Linked DNA regions of Mus musculus: region 1 is linked to region 2. The links are chromatin contacts, called in public Hi-C maps. All regions are on one chromosome and are shown on one strand. Each heading gives the region's core, a stretch centred on a gene start, on an enhancer-like site or on the middle of the called end of the contact. The rest is flanking DNA. Distances are from core to core; before and after follow the strand shown.

Region 1 (5,067 bases), core at 874-3,373, 410 kb before region 2:
AAGAACTAGTCAGATCAAGCAGGCTCAAATCCTGGGGAATCTCAGAATTGAGACAGGCAGGCATGGAGCCAGCTCCCTGCCAAGTTCTACTTGTTCAGAACAGGTAACCATGACCCCCCATGGAGAGGGCCATGACAACCAGTCCCACAGGGACAACACCTGAAGTCCTTCCCCATGCAAATAGAGCATCCCTAGTATCTCAGACTGAGCTATTGGGAAGCATTTACTCCCGGTTCACACCCTCCTCCCAAAATGTTTATCATGTCCCCATCTACATGGAATAAAGTGCACGAGTTATTTCACCAAGAGTCATCGGAGAGTATCTGTTTTACTGAGCTGTGACACACTGGATCAGTTTTCTCTCCGGAAGCATTCTGAAGCCTTCATTGCTGGACCTTGGATCTGCCTGCAAGCTGGGCTCAGTGCTCCTGACCGCCACTGCTGGCGCTCCCTGGGCCGGGTGCTACTTCTCGCCTTTCTCGCTGTCCATCGTACTTCCTGCCTCTGGCTTGCCTCACAGCTCCTGCTGTGGTTCCGGACTGCATGCTACTCGCCACCTTCCACCACTGCTGCCTCTGGCACTGGCGCTGCTGGATGGTAGCAGTAGCGGGAGAGACCCAGGCTACTTGCACAGGCTTTCATGCCAGACCAGAGCCCCTTGGAACCTTTCGTTCAGGCTAGACCAGAGATCCTCGAAATTCATCCCTTCTGCTTCCTTGGAGAACGATAGAGAAAGATGCCTGGAGACCCCGTCACGGACTGCAATCGGCCTCCTCTGAGCAGCAGTAACACCGCCAGGCAGCCCGACAGATGGGTATAAGAGGAAGTAAAATCGGACTTCAAGCCGGGCATGGTGGTGCAAGCCTTTAATCCCAGCAAAGGCAGAGGCAGGCGGATTTCTGAGTTCGAGGCCAGCCTGGTCTACAAAGTGAGTTCCAGGACAGCCAGGGCTATACAAGAGAAACCCTATCTCGAAAAACAAAACAAAACAACAACAACAACAACAAAATCGGACTTCAAGGTTTAGGGCCAGGGCTGCCCTTTCATGGCTAGGGTGGGGAATGGGGGTTGGGTGGGTGGAAATCAAGGCTCTGCTTCAACAAGTTTGGAGGGCCCTACACCCTACAAGAACCAGTTTCTAAGGAGAGGTCAAGATGAGAGAACGAGAGGGGACAATATTGGGTGGCCTCCACAGTTCTGGGTCAAGGACATCAGCAGTAGAAAAAGAAGAAAAGGATGCTCGGCTGTATCCAAGGCTGCTGATGAAAGAAACGAGATGAGGTGAGGGAAAAAACAAGATGAGGCGGAGGCCACTGATGGGCTTCTGGGGTCCAAGGAGTGTGAGGGAGCCCAGCACGGACAGCTCCTCAGGGAGATGTACTGTAGCAGAAACGGAAGGGAAGGCTGCAGGAAGACGGGGACCAAAGGAAGAGGGAGGGTTCATTTTAGGGTGAGAAATCATGCTCTGAATTCCAAGAGCAAAATCCGTCAAGGAAGAGAAAGAAGGCTTAGAAGCCAGGCGGGAAGCGGGTTAGCCCTCAAGCCAAGCAGGGCAGGGTGGAGGGCGAGTGATGCATCGAAGCCTGTGTAGAGCACTGGAGCCAGCAGGCTGAATTTTCCTCAGATTCGCTTCCCAGTGATTCAAGTACCAAGGCCATCACGAAGAGAAGAGGGCAGGAGGAGCTTCTTGTTCCCAGAAGGGAGCAGGCACACAGCCAGAACAAGGCTGGGAGAGGATTCGCCTGCGCACCGCTGCGGGTTGTGCAAGGACAGCTGGAGTCAGAGAGCTGTCGGTTTGTCCTCATCCGTGTCCTGCCGTGGGCACAGGTACAGAGTGGGTGGAGGTTGATGGAGGTACAAAGACTGGGAGATGCCTGACACTTGAGGTGGCCCGGGATCTCTGCAGATCCCGACTCCACCCACGACCCCGGAAGTCCTCGGGACTTTTTCCTACCCACATGTAGAAGCAGCTTTCCCTGGGTCCCCTCGCCAGTACGAAAGCCAGGGATTAAAGTCTACCGTCCTCGGTGGGTCCCACTCTTCAGCGAGGTCTGAGCACAGCAAACATGGCTCAGGATCAACCCAGGTGCTAGGTGCCCTGCTTAGTCTATGCTTCAGCCACGGTGCCTTTCTACCACCTACTGGCCGTGATCGGCATTGCGCCTGGGTTGAGCTCCCATTGGGTTTCTGAACTCCAGTTATCAAAGGCCAAATGAGTCTCCACCACCACCATCCCCGCCTCTCACCCGTCCCCGCCCCTTTAAACCTTCGTTTATTTTGTATGTGTGTGAGTGTGTTTCCAGGGGACACACTCTTGCCACGATGACCACGTGGCAACCAAAGGATAACTTCCAAGAGTTGGTTCCCTTCTCTTCCAACCTTTGTGGAGTTGTGGGGATCGAAATCCTGAAACCAGAATTGGTGGCAAGACACGTTGATCCATTGCAGCACCACCCCCCTTTCCTCTTTTTCTTTTGCAACCCCACCCCACACCTTCTGAGGCGCTAATAGTCTAGAGAGACGATTCTCAGTAGTCATTTGTCCTTGCCTACTTCATTCATTCATAATGCTTACTGAGCACTTACTCTTTGCCACATTGCCGTGGGCCCCAGGGTTAGTCAGGAAGGGAACAAGAGAGATCACAGCTCTTTTGCAAGGGCATCCTTGTGGGAGTGGAGGGAGACAGGAAGTAGATAAGGAGATAAACTAGAGAATGATAGAACGTGCTGGATGACGAAGGGAATTCAGGGAGTGCCCGAGAAGGTGACGCACAGATGGAATCAGAGGATACAGAAGACAGCTCATAGGCTGGGGAGGAGGCTGGCCCAGAAGCACTGACCAGAGAGGCTGACAGGTCTGGGCTGACCTAGGAGGTCAAAGAGGAGACGTGGAACTCATTAGCCTCCTGCCTCAGTCTCCTGACTGTTGGGGTTACCGGCATATACACGGCATCCACACAGCAATGGGAGCTTTGTAAAAAGAGGGAAATACCTGAAATTCTTATATAACTTCCCCCAAAGTTAGACGCTATTGTTGTCGTCAAACATCTTAGTTGCTTAAAGCTGATCTTCATTCAGACCCACTGGATCATCTCTGGGAGGTGAGACCAGGAGTCTGCGTGTTTAATAAGTAGTCTGGAAGGTTCTCCTTAAAACAAAATCCAAGGACTGGACAGGTGACTCAGCAGTTAAGACCCTATGTTGCTCTTGCAGGGACCTGAATTCAGATCCCAGAGCCCACATCAGGTGACTTACAAGTCTCCCTATAACTTCTACTCCAGGAACATCCTATTCTGACCTCTGCTGGCATCCCTATGCAGGTAGTACACACACACACACACACACACACACACACACACTCATACACATAAATAAAAAATCAAGCTTTAAAAAGTAAAATACTTAAACTCTACAGTGAAATTTAAAAATTTTAAACATTAATTTATATTTATTTGTTTACTTTGTCAGAGGTGAGGGACTAGGGGGTGGGGGAGTAAGGGGTGGGCACATACCATGGCATGCATGTGGCGATCAGAGGACAGCCTGGGAGAGTTGGCTCTCTCCTTCCATCCTGTGGCTTCAGGGAATCAAATTGAGGTCAGGTTTGGCAGCGAGTGCCTTTATCCACTGAGCCATCTTCCTAGTCCCCAGATCGGTTTTATGCTTAAATACAGCACAAATGCAAGAAACCACACTGATTAAAAGCCACCATAGAAGCCAGGCGGTGGTACCATATACCTTTAATTCCAGCACTCCAGAGGCAGAGGCAGGCAGATTTCAGAGTTTGAGGACAGCCTGGTCTACAGAGTGAGTTCCAGGACAGCCAGGGCTACATGGAGAAACTCTGTCTTGAAAAACCAAACCAAACCAAACCAAACCAAACCAAACCAAACCAAACCAAACCAAACCAAACCAAACACAAACAAACAAAGGCGCCATGGGAAGATGACTCAGTGGTTAAGGCACGCTCTTCCAGTGGCTCTGAGCTTGGTCTCCAGCTCCCGTCAGGCAGTTCACGGCTGCCTGTAATTCTAGCTCCAAAGGATCTAAGGCCCTTTATTGACCTCCAGGGATACCTGAAAATATTGAAGCAGACACACAAGCACATGCATACATGAATGCACACATGCACACACATGCTTAAAACAAAATCTTTTTTTAAAAAAATCTTTAAAATAAATAAATAAATAAATAAATAAATAAATAAAATACCGTGTAAAACAAGGCGCCGGGTAGTGGCTCATGTCTAAAGCCAAAGCCTGGCCACTACCATTTGCCGAAGAGGCTCTCCCTGTATTCCCCCCAGGTTCTCACCCCTGTCCCCAAAGAGAAAACATCACCCCAACTTCCTTTTTTTGGATATGGTTTTGGGTTTGTACAATTTCGATGTTTTCTTGCTGTGACAAAACAAAAGCGGCGTTGAGGAAGGGAGGGTTGTTCTGGCTCAGGGTTTGAGGCTATCGCCCATCACTTGCAGGGAAGGCGGGTGACAGGAACTCAAGACAGCTGGTCACAGGAACCGGAGGCAGAGAGATAAACTGCAGCTGCTCAGCTGGCTCGTGAGCATGAGAGCTAGCGCTCCCTCTCCCTCTCCCTCTCCCTCTCCCTCTCCCTCTCCCTCTCCCTCTCCCTCTCCCTCTCCCTCTCCCTCTCCCTCTCCCTCTCCCTCTCCCTCTCCCTCTCCCTCTCCCTCTCCCTCTCCCTCTCTCTCTCTCTGTTTTATTCAGTCTAGAACTCCAGCCAAGGCAATGGCGCACCCCATATTTAGGGTGAGTCTTCCCACCCTATTGAACCCAACTTAGAAACTCCCTTGAGGACACGCCCAGAAGCCTGTCTCCTAGGAGATTTCCAATGCCACTCTGTTGAAACCCTCTAATCGTCACGATTGGTGTGTAATTTATATTTTAATTTTTATGATAAAAAAACCTTCAACCTTTCACCCTACTGCGGTCCATCCAGCTGAAACAAGACAACAACGTTGTCACCAGATCCCAACTGTCCTGGTTAATCCTTATGTCAACTTGCCAGATCGCTCTGCAGCCACGCCTGTGGGGACAGCCCTGATTGT
Region 2 (5,054 bases), core at 672-3,171:
CACAACTCTTCATAACTCTAGATTTAGGGGATCTGATGCCTTCTTCTGGCCTCTGTGGGCACCAGACACATATGTGGCATGCATACATACATACATACATGTATGAACATGGGACTCGTACTCAGTGGTTAAGAGCATTAGCTGTTCTTGCAGAAGACCCAGGTTTAATTTCTAGCACCAACATAGAAGCTCACAATTGTATATGATGCCCTCTATTGGCCTTAGCAGGGACCAGGCACACATGTGCTGCACATACATACATGCAGGCAGCAAATCACCCATACACATTTTTTTTTCTATGTAGCCCTGGCTGTCCTGGAACTCACTCTGTAGACCAGGCTGTCCTCGAACTCAGAAATCCGCCTGCCTCTGCCTCCCAAGTGCTGGGATTAAAGGCGTATGCCACCACCACCACCTGGCTCACATTTTTTAAAAACAAAAAACAGCCTGGCATGACAGTGCACACCTTTAATCCCAGTGCTTGGGAGGCAGAGGCAGGTGGATCTCTGATTTTGAGGCCAGCCTGGTCTACAGAGTGAGCTCCAGGAAATCCAAAACTACACAGAGAAACCCTGTCTCAAAAGAAATCAATACAAAACAAAATAACTCATACACATAAAATTAAAATAAATAGTTAGGCACGCCTTTAATCCCAGCACTCCAGAGAGAATGGCAGGCAGATTTCTCTGCGTTTGAGGCCAGCCTGGTCCACATAGCAAGTCCTAGGACAGCCAGGGCTATGTAGAGAGCTTGTGTCTCAAAAGCCAATAAATATTATAAATAGATAAACATTAATACAAATTAAAAAAAATATGTCAGGCGCTGGGAGTGGTGGCGCATGCCTTTGATCCCAGCACTCGGAAGGCAGAGGCAGGCGGATTTCTGAGTTCGAGGCCATCCTGGTCTACAAAGTGAGTTCCAGGACAGCCAGGGCTACACAGAGAAACCCTGTCTCGAAAAACCAAAAAAAAAAAAAAAAAAAAATGTCAGGCATAGAAGCACATCTTAGTTTCTGCACTCATGAGACAAAGGCAGGCAGATCTCTGTGCACTCCAAGACAGCTAGGTCTACATAGTGAGATCTAGATACTATATATATATATATATATATATATATATATATATATATATATGTGTGTGTGTGTGTGTGTGTGTGTGTGTGTGTGTATATATATATATATATATGCACACACACACACACACACACACACACACATACATAAATATGCTTTGTGTGTGCCCGTGCATGTCTGGTGGGGTGACGGGGCACCCACATGTCTCTGTATGCACGCAATAGTCACAGGATGACTTTCCAGACTGCACTTCTGTCTTCCACTGTACGGGTTCAGGGGATCAAACTCAGGACACCAGGTATGGCTTAAGCCATCTTGCCATCCCAGGCCACAGTATTTTTAAATAAAAATAAGCATGAACTGGAACTCAAGATGTTATGTTGTAGAACATAGCGTTTGTCTGAAAAAAAGATTTAAGGTAAAAAATGTAACATAACAAATAGCTTCCGGGCTGGAGAGATGGCTCAGCGGTTAAGAGCACCGACTGCTCTTCCAAAGGTCCTGAGTTCAAATCCCAGCAACCACATGGTGGCTCACAACCATCCGTAATGAGATCTGACGTCCTCTTCTGGTGCATCTGAAGACAGCTACCGTGTACTTAGATAAAATAATAAATAAATCTTTTTTAAAAAACAAAAAACAAAAAAAACAAAAAAAAAACCCAAATAGCTTCTTCCTGTTTTTACACTCTAGCCCCACCCAGCCTCGCAGAGCACCTGCCCTCCCAAACATTCATTTTTCTCTGTCTTTGGAGCTACTTGAGTAGAAAAAGAAGTATGAAGCATATATGTAAGACCTGTCCTGAGGCTTCTAATGTTAAAGATATTGACAGGGATAGAAACCCACAGCATAGTCTCCAAATGAAAAAGCAGGTTTCAAAAAGATAGTCAAACCCATGACTGGTGCGAGTCTCAGGTCACAACACATCAGGTGATTTTCTCTTCCGTGTATTTTCCCATATTGTTAGAAGGTTCTATAATGTACATGAAAAATATTACTAGCTGGGCGTGGTGGCGCATGCCTTTAATCCCAGCACTCGGGAGGCAGAGGCAGGTGGATTTCTGAGTTCGAGGCCAGCCTGGTCTACAAAGTGAGTTCCAGGACAGCCAGGGCTATACAGAGAAATCCTGTCTCAAAAAACCAAAAAAAAAAAAAAAAAGAAAGAAAAAAAAAAGAAAGAAAGAAAGAAAGAAAGAAAGAAAGAAAGAAAGAAAGAAAGAAAGAAAGAAAAATATTACTAAGGTATTTACATAGGGGGGCTAGATACCTTGATTTTATTTTCTCTTATGTTGTCCTTGTAGTGTGTTTAACCAGATTTCCTCTGATACATCATCACTCTTCTGGAATAGGAGAGTTTACTTGGTTGCCTAGTCATCTGGGAGGTTGCTTCAGGCAGTAACCTTTCTTACAGGGAAGAGTTTCCGTGAGCCTGGTGGAAACGCTAAATGGCTCACCAGTGCCCTCTAGTGGGAATAATATTTCAGTGCCATTTAGCTAAATAACTCCTGTATTCCAACAAGCCAAGGTTATCCTCAAAGGCTGATTTCCCGTTGACTGTCATCCCTGCAGTCTGAGCGCCTGATGCCAGCCAGCATCAGGAGATCAGAAACCAGCTCTCAGATAGATCATGGTCTTGCTTTACCTAGACTAAACCCAGTGGCTGCAAGCCAGTGTGAACATTATCTGCTAGAAAGCAGGGGCTCCTAGATGCTCTTTAATAACCATTAAGAGAAAAAAAAAAAAGACAGCTTTCTTGACTAGTAAAGAGGTCTGGTGGTCAGGGGTGTGGACAGTAGAAAGCAGGTTGCAAGAAGACACAGTCATTCTAATCATGAAATCGTTACCTTTGTGTGGACTGGAGAGATGGCTCAGTGGTTAAGAGCACAGGCTGCTCCTCCAGGTTCCCTGGAGGATTCCCAACACCCACATGCTGGCTCAGGATCACAATTCCAGGAGATCCGATACCCTATTCTGGGCTTTCTGGGTACCAGGCATGCATATAGTATACCACACACACATGCAGGCAAAGCATTTATATACACAAAATAAAGTACATTTTTTTGTTGTTGATGATGTTGTTTGTCTTTTGAGACAGGATCTCTCTATTCCATAGCTCTTTCCTGGAGTCAGAGCTATCTTATCTATGTAGACAAGGCTGGCCTCACACTCATAGAGATCCATCTGTCTCTGCCTTTTCCTCCCTGAGTTGCTTTGGTCATGGTGTTCTATCAGCACAATAGCAACCTTAACTAAGACAAATAAAAATCTTGTTTCATTTTGTTTTGTTTTGTTTTTTTCAAGACAGGGTTTCTTTCTGTAGCCCTGGCTGTCCTGGAACTCACTCTGTAGACCAGGGTGGCCTCGAACTCAGAAATCTGCCTGCCTCTGCTTCCGGAGTGCTGGGATTAAAGGCGTGTGCCACAACCCCCAGCTTAGTTGTATTTTTTTTTTTAAGATTTATTTATTATTATATCTAAGTACATTGTAGCTGTTTTCAGACACACCAGAAGAGGGCGGCAGATCTCATTACTGATGGTTGTGAGCCACCATGTGGTTGCTGGGATTTGAACTCAGAACCTTCAGAAGAGCAGTCAGTGCTCTTAACCACTGAACCATCTCTCCAGCCCTAGTTGTAATTATTTCTATGTGTATAGGTGTTTTGCCTGCATGTGAGTCTGTGCTCCACAGGTATGCCTAGTGCCCACAGCAGCCAGAAGAGGTCATTGGATCTCCTAGAACTGGACTTCTAGATGTTTGTGAACCACTATGTGGGTGTTGAGAATTAAACCCAGATCCTCTTAACTGCTGAGCCATCTCTCCAGCACCTTTCAGCTTTATCTTAATCAGTTTGGAAATGGACTTGGGACTCCTGCCAAATAGATGAGAAGCCTGGAAGTTTAGTTTGGTTTGCTTTTTTTTTGGGGGGGGGGGTTACTGGGAATCAAACTCAGAACCCGATGCTTGCTATCTATCACTGAGCTGAGCCCCAGCCCTCTTTTCACATTTTCTTTTTGGTTTTCCTGAGACACTGTTTCTCTGTGTAGTCCTGGCTGTCCTGAAACTCGCTCTGTAGACCAGGCTGGCCTCCAACTCAGAGCTCCGCCCAGCGCTGGAATCAAAGGTCTGCTCCACCACCACCCAGCTTTCTTTTTACCTTTTTATTTTGAGACAGAGTCTTACTCAGTTGCCTAGGCTGGTCTTGAACTTGTAATCCTCCTGTCTCAGATTCTGAAGCCACTAAAGATGTTAAACCTGTGCCACCAGGAGAAGACAAAGCAAATCAGGCGACTAGAGCCAAAGGATGGGGGACACTCTGTTGGCCTAGGAGCTTGTTCCTAAACTCAAGCCTCAACTGTTGGATAGACTTGTCTAAAGTTTATGGCTCAAGATCAGGTATATGAGGCATATATATATATTTCTCTCTCTGCCTCCCTCTTCTTTTCTCCCTCCCTAACAACCAAAAGAATCCTTATTTGGCAAATGTATCAGTCAGGGTCCCAACTGAAAACAGATGGTGCACTCAAATTAGAATAATTTGAAGAGGGTTTATTCACAACAGTGTGGGTGGGTGTGGGGGAACTCAGAAGGGGTGGTGCGGTGACCCGAGGCTACAAACAGCTGAGGAACTGTCACTACCCTGAGGCCTGAGGGGATAGGGGAGCTGGTTACCTGATCCCTGAGGGAGAGAGGGCCTGCTCAGGAAGGCCAGTGACTGTCAATCAAGGCCCATTCCAGCCTGGGAAGGAAGAGCAATGAAAGGGGAAGCCCTCTGGCACCTCTTGCCTCAAACTCTCCTCTCATTGGCTGAGTTTAACCAGAGGGTAAAGGGGCCTGTTGGTGACACATCCTGACAGAACCAGACACAGACTAGAGCCAAGAGGAGCCAAGGGTGGACCTGAAGGAGTACACAGAGTACAGCTAGAGTTCCCAGAAAGGAGACAGCCTGCCTCGGGTCCCTCTCACAACCCTACACACTGGTCAC

What was found. A called contact is a pair of places that touch in the nucleus more often than the background predicts.
Region 1: a Hi-C map of the G1E-ER4 cell line shows a contact between it and region 2, with 2.8 times the contacts expected there. The contact joins two enhancer-like sites. A contact is called at or near these places in 3 of 15 datasets of contacts at CTCF or cohesin (the NIH/3T3 cell line and large pre-B cells), 25 of 484 Hi-C or Micro-C datasets (B cells, the C2C12 cell line, the G1E-ER4 cell line and 14 more), 7 of 115 datasets of contacts at active chromatin or transcription factors (T-cell acute lymphoblastic leukemia, astrocytes, craniofacial prominence and 4 more) and 1 of 9 other capture datasets (embryonic stem cells).

Annotation. Positions count from the first base shown.
Region 1 is chr4:130,196,162-130,201,228 of GRCm38.p6, reverse strand. No RefSeq gene overlaps it. Among named protein-coding and RNA genes, the nearest start is that of Ldc1, 24 kb to the left of the region's middle. Within about 2 kb of position 2,123, at least 54 of the 459 cell types and tissues checked have an H3K27ac peak or open chromatin away from gene starts, as enhancers often do. A contact at or near this core is called in the G1E-ER4 cell line and cortical neurons, where this site is marked.
Region 2 is chr4:129,782,833-129,787,886 of GRCm38.p6, reverse strand. No RefSeq gene overlaps it. Among named protein-coding and RNA genes, the nearest start is that of Ptp4a2, 35 kb to the left of the region's middle. Within about 2 kb of position 1,921, at least 17 of the 459 cell types and tissues checked have an H3K27ac peak or open chromatin away from gene starts, as enhancers often do. A contact at or near this core is called in the G1E-ER4 cell line and cortical neurons, where this site is marked.